Regions from separate parts of the Triticum aestivum genome. Here region 2 is linked to region 1. The links are chromatin contacts, called in public Hi-C maps. All regions are on one chromosome and are shown on one strand. The core of a region is the stretch at or near the end of the contact, and the rest is flanking DNA. Distances in the headings are between cores, read along the strand shown.

The links. A called contact is a pair of places that touch in the nucleus more often than the background predicts.
Region 2: a Hi-C map of leaf shows a contact between it and region 1, with 4 times the contacts expected there. The contact joins the promoter of LOC123091493 here to the enhancer-like site in region 1. A contact is called at or near these places in 1 of 5 Hi-C or Micro-C datasets (leaf) and 1 of 1 datasets of contacts at active chromatin or transcription factors (leaf).

What each region holds. Positions count from the first base shown.
Region 1 is chr4B:138,653,652-138,658,281 of IWGSC CS RefSeq v2.1, forward strand. No RefSeq gene overlaps it. Among protein-coding and RNA genes, the nearest start is that of LOC123091493, 230 kb to the right of the region's middle. Within about 2 kb of position 2,125, at least 2 of the 8 cell types and tissues checked have an H3K27ac peak or open chromatin away from gene starts, as enhancers often do. A contact at or near this core is called in leaf, where this site is marked.
Region 2 is chr4B:138,879,897-138,884,526 of IWGSC CS RefSeq v2.1, forward strand. It overlaps LOC123091493 (probable F-box protein At2g36090), which reads left to right and starts at 2,137. Exons shown (of 1, transcript XM_044513024.1): 1 at 2,137-3,445. The coding sequence starts at 2,284. The coding sequence ends at 3,270. It overlaps LOC123091491 (mRNA-decapping enzyme-like protein), which reads right to left. Exons shown (of 8, transcript XM_044513023.1): 8 at 4,506-4,630.

The sequences.
Region 1 (4,630 bases), core at 875-3,374:
AGATCTCCTTGAATCTTGCAGGCGGAGATCCTGCGACGCGTGGTGAAAAGTGGGGCAAAAATCGAGGCGTCACGCCCCACTTCCCCCACTCATCGTGTCGCAATCATTCGCGCGCGCACACATTCCCAGTTTCGAATCCTGCAAAATCTGGGATCCGACAATCTGATTGCCCATCATTTAAAGCCCTTCCAAAAACGCTCGGGCCTGGTTAGCCACCCGAGCACAAAGGCTCATTTCACTCGCACAAGTGGTGACCCTCACTCGGCTCAGCTCCGGGGCAAAGCCATCACTCGGACGCCTTGTGATCCAGAATCCGTCAAGGCGTCGTTCTAGGTTGCGATGGTCGAATAACCGACGAGATTCCTTGAGTGCTTCCGTAGCACTCGACTCGTCCAGGAATTTCCTTCTATTTAACCCTCCTAACCCCAACTGATTCGGGGGCTAATGATGGGGTCGTATACTAAGGGTAGGGTAATGGTTCTGACCTACAGACCCTACCCTAGGACACCATACACCTTATATTGCGCCCCAAGACCAGGATGGCATCAAGATGCATGCCAGTCAGAACGTTTATTCAGACGATACCAACCACTCGAACAGAAACATTCCACTCGACCAGGTCTTCTTCACTCGGCCGAACCCATCAGCACTCAGACAAAGAAGATCAGGAGACTCCCTGGAACCTCAACGGTCAAGACGTGCGTTCGCCCTCTTCAAGTGTAGTTAATGCGCCTGTTCCCAATAAAGTGCGTCATTGAACCCCCTGCCCCCTTTAACCTTTAGTAATGGCGACACACATGGGGCGAAGGCGCACTCTGTATAAGCCTCCCTCCAGCTCCATAGCAAGGGTTCACAATCCATTGTAATCCGTACACTCTAATCAACCAACTCCTGGGCACTGAAACGTAGTCTCATAAATCCGAGTGTAACAACTGCGCCGTAGCTAGGCTTTGCCCTCTAATTCGTACCCCTTATACTATTGTTAGACTTACACCCACGACGAGTACAATGGCCTTGTTGACCCGGCGACCTTGGAGGCACAAGCGTGCAACGAAGCATTATCTCTAGCGACATATCTCCAAGTTCAGTCTGCGTGCATTGCTACTGATTGTGTAGAGGTGGTGAACAATATTTGAGTCTTTGCTCCATGTCACATCCTCCGAGATATCAATCATCGCAGAGAAGCATTTCTTAATCTCGAGTTTATTCATGAAAAGAGGGTTCACGATGGAGAAGCTCATTCTCTTGCAAATGCAGCTACTTCTTTATCTCTTGGGCGCCATGTGTGTCTTGCTGTTTTGCCCAATATTTATCGGTGTTCCTATGAACTTTGATGTATAATAAAGGTATACAGTTCTAAAAAAACATTATTTGAGCTTTACGGGGAGATATTGACCTGGGAATCATCGATTGGATTAAGGGGAGGCCCGGGCCCCACTCCGGTGAAATTCAGGGGAGGGGGTGAATAGTATTAGGAGGAAAGTCACATAACGACCGCAGCTCTAGGGCGCTGATCCTTAGGGGCACGTGCACGATGACTTCCCGTCTGTCATCGACAAGGTCAGGCCGGCTCGAGTATGGGAGCGACGACAGTGGCTCATCGGCGGCTCATTCTGACGGTGACAATGGTCTTCGGTGGTCCATGGACCTCGATGTAATTTTTATTATGTTTGAGGTGTTTTGTGCCTCCGGTGAATTTTTATAAGATCTGATCTTTTTCGGGGGAAAAAACGTGGGTTTTGCATGTTTGTCAAACAGGAGCTCTCCATAAAAGCTCCGCCCAAGGCACCTTCCAAAGCGGATGCATCGGACGACTGCCGTGTCGACTGAGACATGACTGCAAATCAGTTTGGACTCGAGCACCTGGACGAATACTCTCATATGCCCAGTTCCACGGTCGGTCTGCTTCGCACAACAGCGGCGCAAACAGCAGGTCCACGCGCATGAGTGACGACCGGGGCATCGCTGCACGGCTGCACCTAGGAGTACTTCCGTGCTGATAACGAGGCGGGTGGTGAATGCATCTAGTCCAGCAGCAAAAGAAGTGTCAACTGGAACAGGCACCCGGCGGGAGAGACTCTGCACCAAACTGACGGGTTAACGACCACTCCACCAACTCCCAGGATAATCTTTATCCAAAAGCAGTCTCCAAGGATAATACTAGCTGCAAGTCTCATGCATGATGCATGCATGGCATGGCGGCGTCATCTCCCCGGCGAACCTGCCCAGCGGCTTCGGCGCAGACAGAGAAGTAGCAATCAATCAACGGATCAGCGGCGACTACATCTACATGGCAGCTAAGTCGCGACTTGTTATTTAGTAGTACAGGATATTGTTATACCATCTCTTATTTTATGCTTTGCAACTGACCACTATACTCCGGGGTCGTACGGATGATGTGATCTGGTTGTCTCATTTTAAGAGAAAAAAACTTGTGAATACGTACTCGGTAGTGTTAAAACCCGGTTCTTTTGATCGATTCTTTTAGAATATTGAGAATCGGGCCTTTCCCAGCTTCTTTCAGAATCTTGAACGCATATATTTTTTCAATCCTAACTAGTCAGGATGTAAACAATTAGGAGGACGAGACTTGCCTGCTCCTTTTCCATGCTCCCATCCGTGCTCCCGCTTATGTGGCTTGATTTGATTGAAAGAAAATAAGACCCGGCCGCACCCCCTGAAAATCAGAGGGGGGGGGGGGGGGGAATGATTAGATTAGAAAAGAAAAAGAAAAAAAGACAGCCGTAGGATGAAGTGGGAGCACGGATGGGAGCATGGGAAGGGAGCAAGCAAGCCGGATCCCGATTAGGATTGTCAAAAATATATGAGTTCAAGATTCTAGAAGAAACTGGGTGGAGGATCGATTCTAAAGATTCTGATAGAATCGGCCAAAAGAACTGGGTCAAAGATTTCTTGTGAATAAAACATTGTTAACTTAAATCGTTCTAACTACTGAATGGATTTTTCCTAAAAAAAACTACTGAATGGATTTGGTTCCGGTAATGCGCCCAGAACTATGGCATGCGAGTACTACGCGGGAGCAACTAATTAACGAGCGCTCCTTCGGGAGCCTGTCAACGATTAGCGCCACTTGGCGCGCTCTCGGCTATTCGCCCTGTATCACGCTCTGGGCGCGCTCTCGGCTATTCGCCATGTATCACGCTCTGGGCGCTCCTTCCGGATTTTGTTTTTTTTAATTTTCCGCACGCGTTTTTTGGCTTTTTAAACGGTTTTTCCCTTTTTTGGCGTTTTGGTTTTCCACTGGTCTTCTCTAGCTTTTCGACCAATTTTTTTTGACAAAAATATCTTTTTTGCACAAAAAACGCATTTTTGTGTGAGAGTCACGGTTTTGTTTTCGTGAGAGGCACGGTTGTGCTTTCGCGAGAGGCACGGACGTGCCTCTTGGAAAAGGAAAAAAATGTGTTTTCTGTTTTTTTTTCGCGAGAGGCACGGTTTTGCTTCCGCGAGAGGCACGGTTGTGCTTTCGCGAGAGTCACGGCCGTGCCTCCTCGGAAACGAAAAAAAAACACGTTTTCTGTTTTTGTTTCTTTCGCGAGAGGCACGGTTTTGCTTCCGCGAGAGGCACGGTTGTGCTTTCGCGAGAGACACGGTTGTGCCTTTTTTGGAAAGAGAAAAAACGCGTTTTCTGATTATTATTTTTTATTTCGCGAGCGGTTTTGCTTCCGCGAGAGGCACGGTTGAAATTCCGTCAGAGGCACGGGCGTGCCTCTTTCGGAAAGGGAAAAAAAACCGTGTTCACAGTTCAGTTTTTTCGTCGGTTTTTTCGTCCGGTTTGTTCGTCAAAAAAAGTTCGTCAAAACCTATCAACATGTGGATCTACTTTTGAAGATCTCGACGCGAGGAATCCAACAGCGAAAGCGGTTTGAGATTTGGACGCACGGTTTAAGAGATAAAACGTTTTAAATAAACGGATCTACGAAAAAAAGAAAAACATCCAGGTTACGACAAGTGACGCACATGCGACGTGCCACTTGTCGCAAAAGTTGGAGTAATCTTCACAATAAGTACTCCTTAATTAGTGATTTCAATATTATGCATGAGCTACATGTCTTTTCTTGTAAAGGTTGAACTAATTATCATACCTTTGATTGACCATATTCTCTGTAGGAGTCGGGCGATAATGGACTCATATGTGTACAATTCTCTCCTGATGTAGCGGCGTCTCGGCGTTGGACGTGTGTTGATGGATGCGCACAGGATGATGTTGTTGTTTGGCGTCGTGGTGGCGTTAATGAAAAGTGGGCCTGACAAAGTGGGCCTAAAATAGTGGTAATAGTGGTAATAAACAATAAGGAAATACGTGTTAAATTCCTAGAAATTTCTAAATTTAACTTATGAAATAGTGGTAATACACTTGTCCATGCTACAAAATTTTAGTTCAAAACCTAATTCGCAACTTCTTAAGCAAAAGAATAAAATATCTACCTAGCACAAAATTCTATCCGATGGGACTGGAAACATCCTGCTAGCATTACTGACGCATATAGCCGGAAGCGGTTTTTTAGTTGTGTATCGTATTCAGATATAAGAACTTATACTAATGATATCAAAATATTCCTGTCAAAAAAGAATATCATACGAAAATATACACTTTTGTTTCGAGAGAAAA
Region 2 (4,630 bases), core at 887-3,386, 230 kb after region 1:
TGCCTTGTCACCGCGCTCACCTGGCGGCTCGATGGATGCGTTGGCAGATGCGTCAGCTTGGCAAGTGATTTGAACGTTGGCGCTACTATCCCGGCACATGAGTCTGAATCCACCAGAGGCTTCCAAGACCAGGAACGCCTCTGTTTCTTCAGTCGATCCTCGATCCGCTATCAGAGAATTGATAGACTCTCGGCAAGGCTGATGCTCTCCTATAGCTGTAATCTCCAAAACGCCTTCCAGCGGATCCGTCTCTCTCGCAGAGGTGAATCCATCGCAGCCCGCGCCCAGGAGATCACCACTTTCTCTGATGTCGATCTGCCTGCCAGTAACAAGCTCCGCTCTCTGTCTGTTGCGAAAGCTAAGATCCTGGCGACAAGCTTCTGAACTGATTCGCGCCCCCTCCGTGGGATTCGCATCGAGGTGGACTCTATCAGCGTTTGCTCTAAGATTTCCTCCTCTTCGCGGATCTGAACTTGCAAAAGTGCTGCCTCTCTACGCTCGCTCATGGCGGGTTGGTGTGGTTGGGGGCATGGGTTCACTCTGCAAGGTCAACTCATTCCAGGCCCCTTCCACAGAGAAGATGCACTCGGCTTCTGCACTGCGCATCTCAAGCCCGGCCCCGCAGACCTCATGCGCCGCACAGTAGTAGTCTCCTTTGGCTCGAATCTGTAGGGCATCTAAATTCAGGGGCTGTAGTTGCCGCACTCCCGATCCGGCTCTAGGGATAGGTAGGGCCATGGATCCACCTCCTCCGAGTCCGATGGTGGGGTGGAAGGCAGGCGCCCCAGAATCCCTTCCCAGCGCGCTCGGCGGCGAGCATCTTCGCTCCTCGCTTCTGATTTCACCCACATCACAAATGCTTCTGGCTGCTCCCTCGGATGAGGCATCCGGGACTTCTCCGCCTTCGTGCCCTCGAAGTAGATTCTCCGAGCGAGATTGAGCAGCTCTTGGTCCGCTTGGATTTGGCAGGTCTGGGCATACCTTGATGCGCAGATTTTTTGGAATGGATCTGAAGTCCTCTCCGCAGCGAGATCTGCTTCCCTCCATTCCTTCACGCACTGCATACACGAGTCGGCGTCGTCGCGAATTCGCATCGCTAGCTCCGTCCACCTCCGCATCCTTGTTGCCTGCAGCGTCGCCGGTGAGACCGAACCAATCGGGCGCAGCTTCTCCGGGAATGACTGGTAAACGAATGGCAGAGGCATCCGAATCACCGTCGAACCCTGCGGGATCCCGGGGGGAGATCCCTGGGAGGCGAGCCGGTGGATCTGGCCTGGCGGGGTGCGGGGGCATCGAGTGGGGGCTGCGGGGGTGGCGGTGTGCGAGCCATCGGCGGGGGCGGCGACGGCGGTGGTGGAGGTGGGTGGGGGAGGGGAAGGGGGTGGAGCGGTCGCAGGAGCGGTCATGATCGTAGATAGACGTAGTTGCCCCTGGTTAATTGTTGTAGGCTTGAAGGTCCGCAAAGCTGCATATCAGCAATAAAGCCGCGTCGAGCTCGGATGAAAAGGTGATTCGTCATTTTTTTCGATGGCTACCATGGTGGTGCCGGAGGCAGGTAAGGAACGCTGGTGTCAAGCTCAAAAATGTTCTGCTATCTTTTCAGTTTTATCATGTCGATCCTAACATAACTTGTACTTGATTTTTATAATATACTCTCTCTGTTCGGAATTACTCGTCCAAAAAATAAATGTATCTAGATATATTTTAGTTGTAGATACATTTATTTTTGTGACAAGTAATTCCGAACGGAAGGAGTAAATGAGATAGTATGTGTTACCATCTAAAAAACGCCGGTCTCCCAGTCCCGAGTCCTCTTGTGCCGGTTTGATTTCTCCTTTTAAGATATACGCGTGACGTGTGGACTCCATCCCACAGCATCACCCACAAGACTAGAAACACCGTTGCCTTGAGCAACTTGGCCTTTTTTATATGGCAGGAGGAATCCTTGGCTGACACGTCAGTCCAAGGAGATAGAACGGCACGGCCCATCCGTCAGTGATAAAACAAACCCAGAAACATCACGACATTTGTTTTTGTATTTATTTTATTCCGGCCTTTGCTTTTGGGCAACGCAAGCAAGTTCAGAGTTGATCAGTTGAACAAAAGGAACCTCTCGCTTTCAGACCGTGATCACTCACCTTACTTGCTCACTATATAAGTATATATATATATACTCTACCCACATAAAGTTATAAGCATACTCAATTCACAGGTGCATAACCAATTCACAGGTCGCACAGGACGAAAGGAATTGCACCGGTGCGAGCTTCGTGTCTGTCCACCATGGCGGCGAGTAGTCAAACTGAGGAGAGCATGATGAACTACGATTCTCCGGCGTGCGGCGGCGACGTGGCAGAGACGGTCATCGAGGACCTCCCCGCGGACGTGCTGTCCCTCGTGCTCCGCCGGCTCGACGGCGCGTCGCTGGCGGCGCTCGGCTGCGCGAGCTCCAGCTTCCACGACCTCGCCACCGACCCCGACACATGGCGCGGACTCTGCCTCGCCCTGTGGCCGTCGGTCGCCGGCCTCCTCGACAATTCTTGCTGCCGCGGCACCGGCGACGGCTTCCACCGGGCGCTCTTCGCCGACGCGTTCCCGTTCCCAGCGACGACGGCGGCGGCCCCGGGCACGGTCGCGCCCGCCCTGCCCAGCCGTCTCGTCTCCGCGGTGGACCTGCACCACAAGGGGGTCTGCATCATGTCGCGCGTGGTGGAGACGGACACCTCGTCGGCGTGGTTCCTGGGCTCGCCGTTCCGCGTCGACGCGCTCCTGCAGGAGGGCTTCTCGGCGGCGTCCTCGATCACGCCGGCGGAGCTCACGCTGAGCTGGCTGCTGCTTGACCCGTCGTCAGGCCGGGCGGTCAACGCCTCCAGCCGGCGGCCGGTGTCCGTTGACCGGAGCTGGCTCACGGGGGAGACGGTGGCGCGGTTCACCGTGGTGCTCGGCGGCGTTGCCCTGGACGCGGCCGTCACGTGCGACGACCGGTTTGGGCACGTCCGGGAGGTCAGCCTGTGCGTGGAGGACGGCGACGGCGGCGGCGTCAGCGGGCGGGACGGGCTGGCAGCGGTCGCCGCGGCCATGGCTGCCCCGAGGCAGGGCCGGGGCGCGGAGGCGGAGGCACAGGCGGCGCGGCAGTACGGGGAGTTCGTGAAGGGGAAGAGCGCGCGGAAGGAGTGGAAGGCAAGGCGGGAGGGGCTCGTCGACCTCTGCTGCTCCGGCGTCGGAGCGGCGGCGTTCGTCGGGTTCCTGGTGATGCTCACGTGCCGGTGAACGCGCGCGCATCGACTAGTAAAGGTTTGCTCACACGTGCGAGGAATGTGAATACGTGTTCGTCCAGTAGGTTACACTGGGACAGAGGGTCGCTGCCACAATGTAAATGTACTGTAGCGCAGGGCCAAGAGTTATCTTTTTTGCATTAATTTTCAGAAAGAGAAACTTGAGAAGATACCGTTGAAAGTTGGGAATATAGTTCTAATTTTTGAAGCTCAGTTTCACTGATGCTGGAGCAAGGTTTTGCCTAAGCCTCAAGCTTCAATAGAACTTCCCTCCCAAGGAAACTGCTTCTCCTCCAACCCAAAGTGCAAGAGAGAGACGGTTTGGCAGGCGAAACAACTGCCCCCTTCCTATGCCGGTAACGCCGCAGGTCCTCGCCTCAGCCTGCTGCTCCGGCGACAGCAGGGGTGGAGACCCCCGGTGATTTGGCTAGTAGATAGGGTAGGCCTCGTTTGTCCTTGAGGTGTCTGTTCGATGGAGGGGACGACGCCGTGTCTGAATAAATTGCCTTTGCCCTTCCTTCATCTCGGGAGCGCTCCAACCGGTGCTGGCGAGGGGCAATTGGCTCTGGTGTCTCAGCGGTCTTCTGATCCGGCGAGCGTAGGTGTCGCGGGTCGGCACACGACGTCTTCCACAATGTCGTTGATCTGTCCAGGAATCTTTGATGGCTTGAAGTTGGGCTCGAGGATGGCGGCTGGCGGCGGCGCCCTTCTTCTTCAACCTTGTCGAATGAAGACGGCGGCGCCGGAATTTGGTGAACACAGGGAAGATCCCCGGCCGACGCTCCACAAAGTCTCGGTTCTGCCGCCTTCGGCAGATCATTTCATCGGCTCATTAAGCAGCATTGACTGCCAAGGTGTTTCTCTAGATTTGGGCATGTTGGTTGATCCCCTCTTCCTGCGAAACTACGGTGCTGCCGGTAATCAATGGTGGACTAAGGTTGGGCATGGCGGAAGGGACTCCAAGACTCAAATTTTGGTTTTTTGGGGGTTCTTTTTGCAAAGCTTCATGGCACCTATAGCTCTGGTTGTTTCGTTTGATTTCTTCGTTGTAAGCGTTGTAATCCTTTGTTTTTAATATGATGTGTGGTTATCGCTCAAAAAAAAAAGCTTCAATAGAACTTGCTAGTAGGCCACAGCTCAAATTGTAAAGAAAGTTACTTCATAATCTGACGCACAGTTAATAACTGCCCAGTAAATCAAACTAAATATTTGCATTCCAAGAAACCCTGATGCTGACCGAGGTGATTGCTCAGTAAAACACACGAAAATGATGATACCATAACATCCTTACAAACTCCTTTTTTTCAATTACATAAATGTAATGACATTGACATAGTCATTTGTAAACAAGGAAG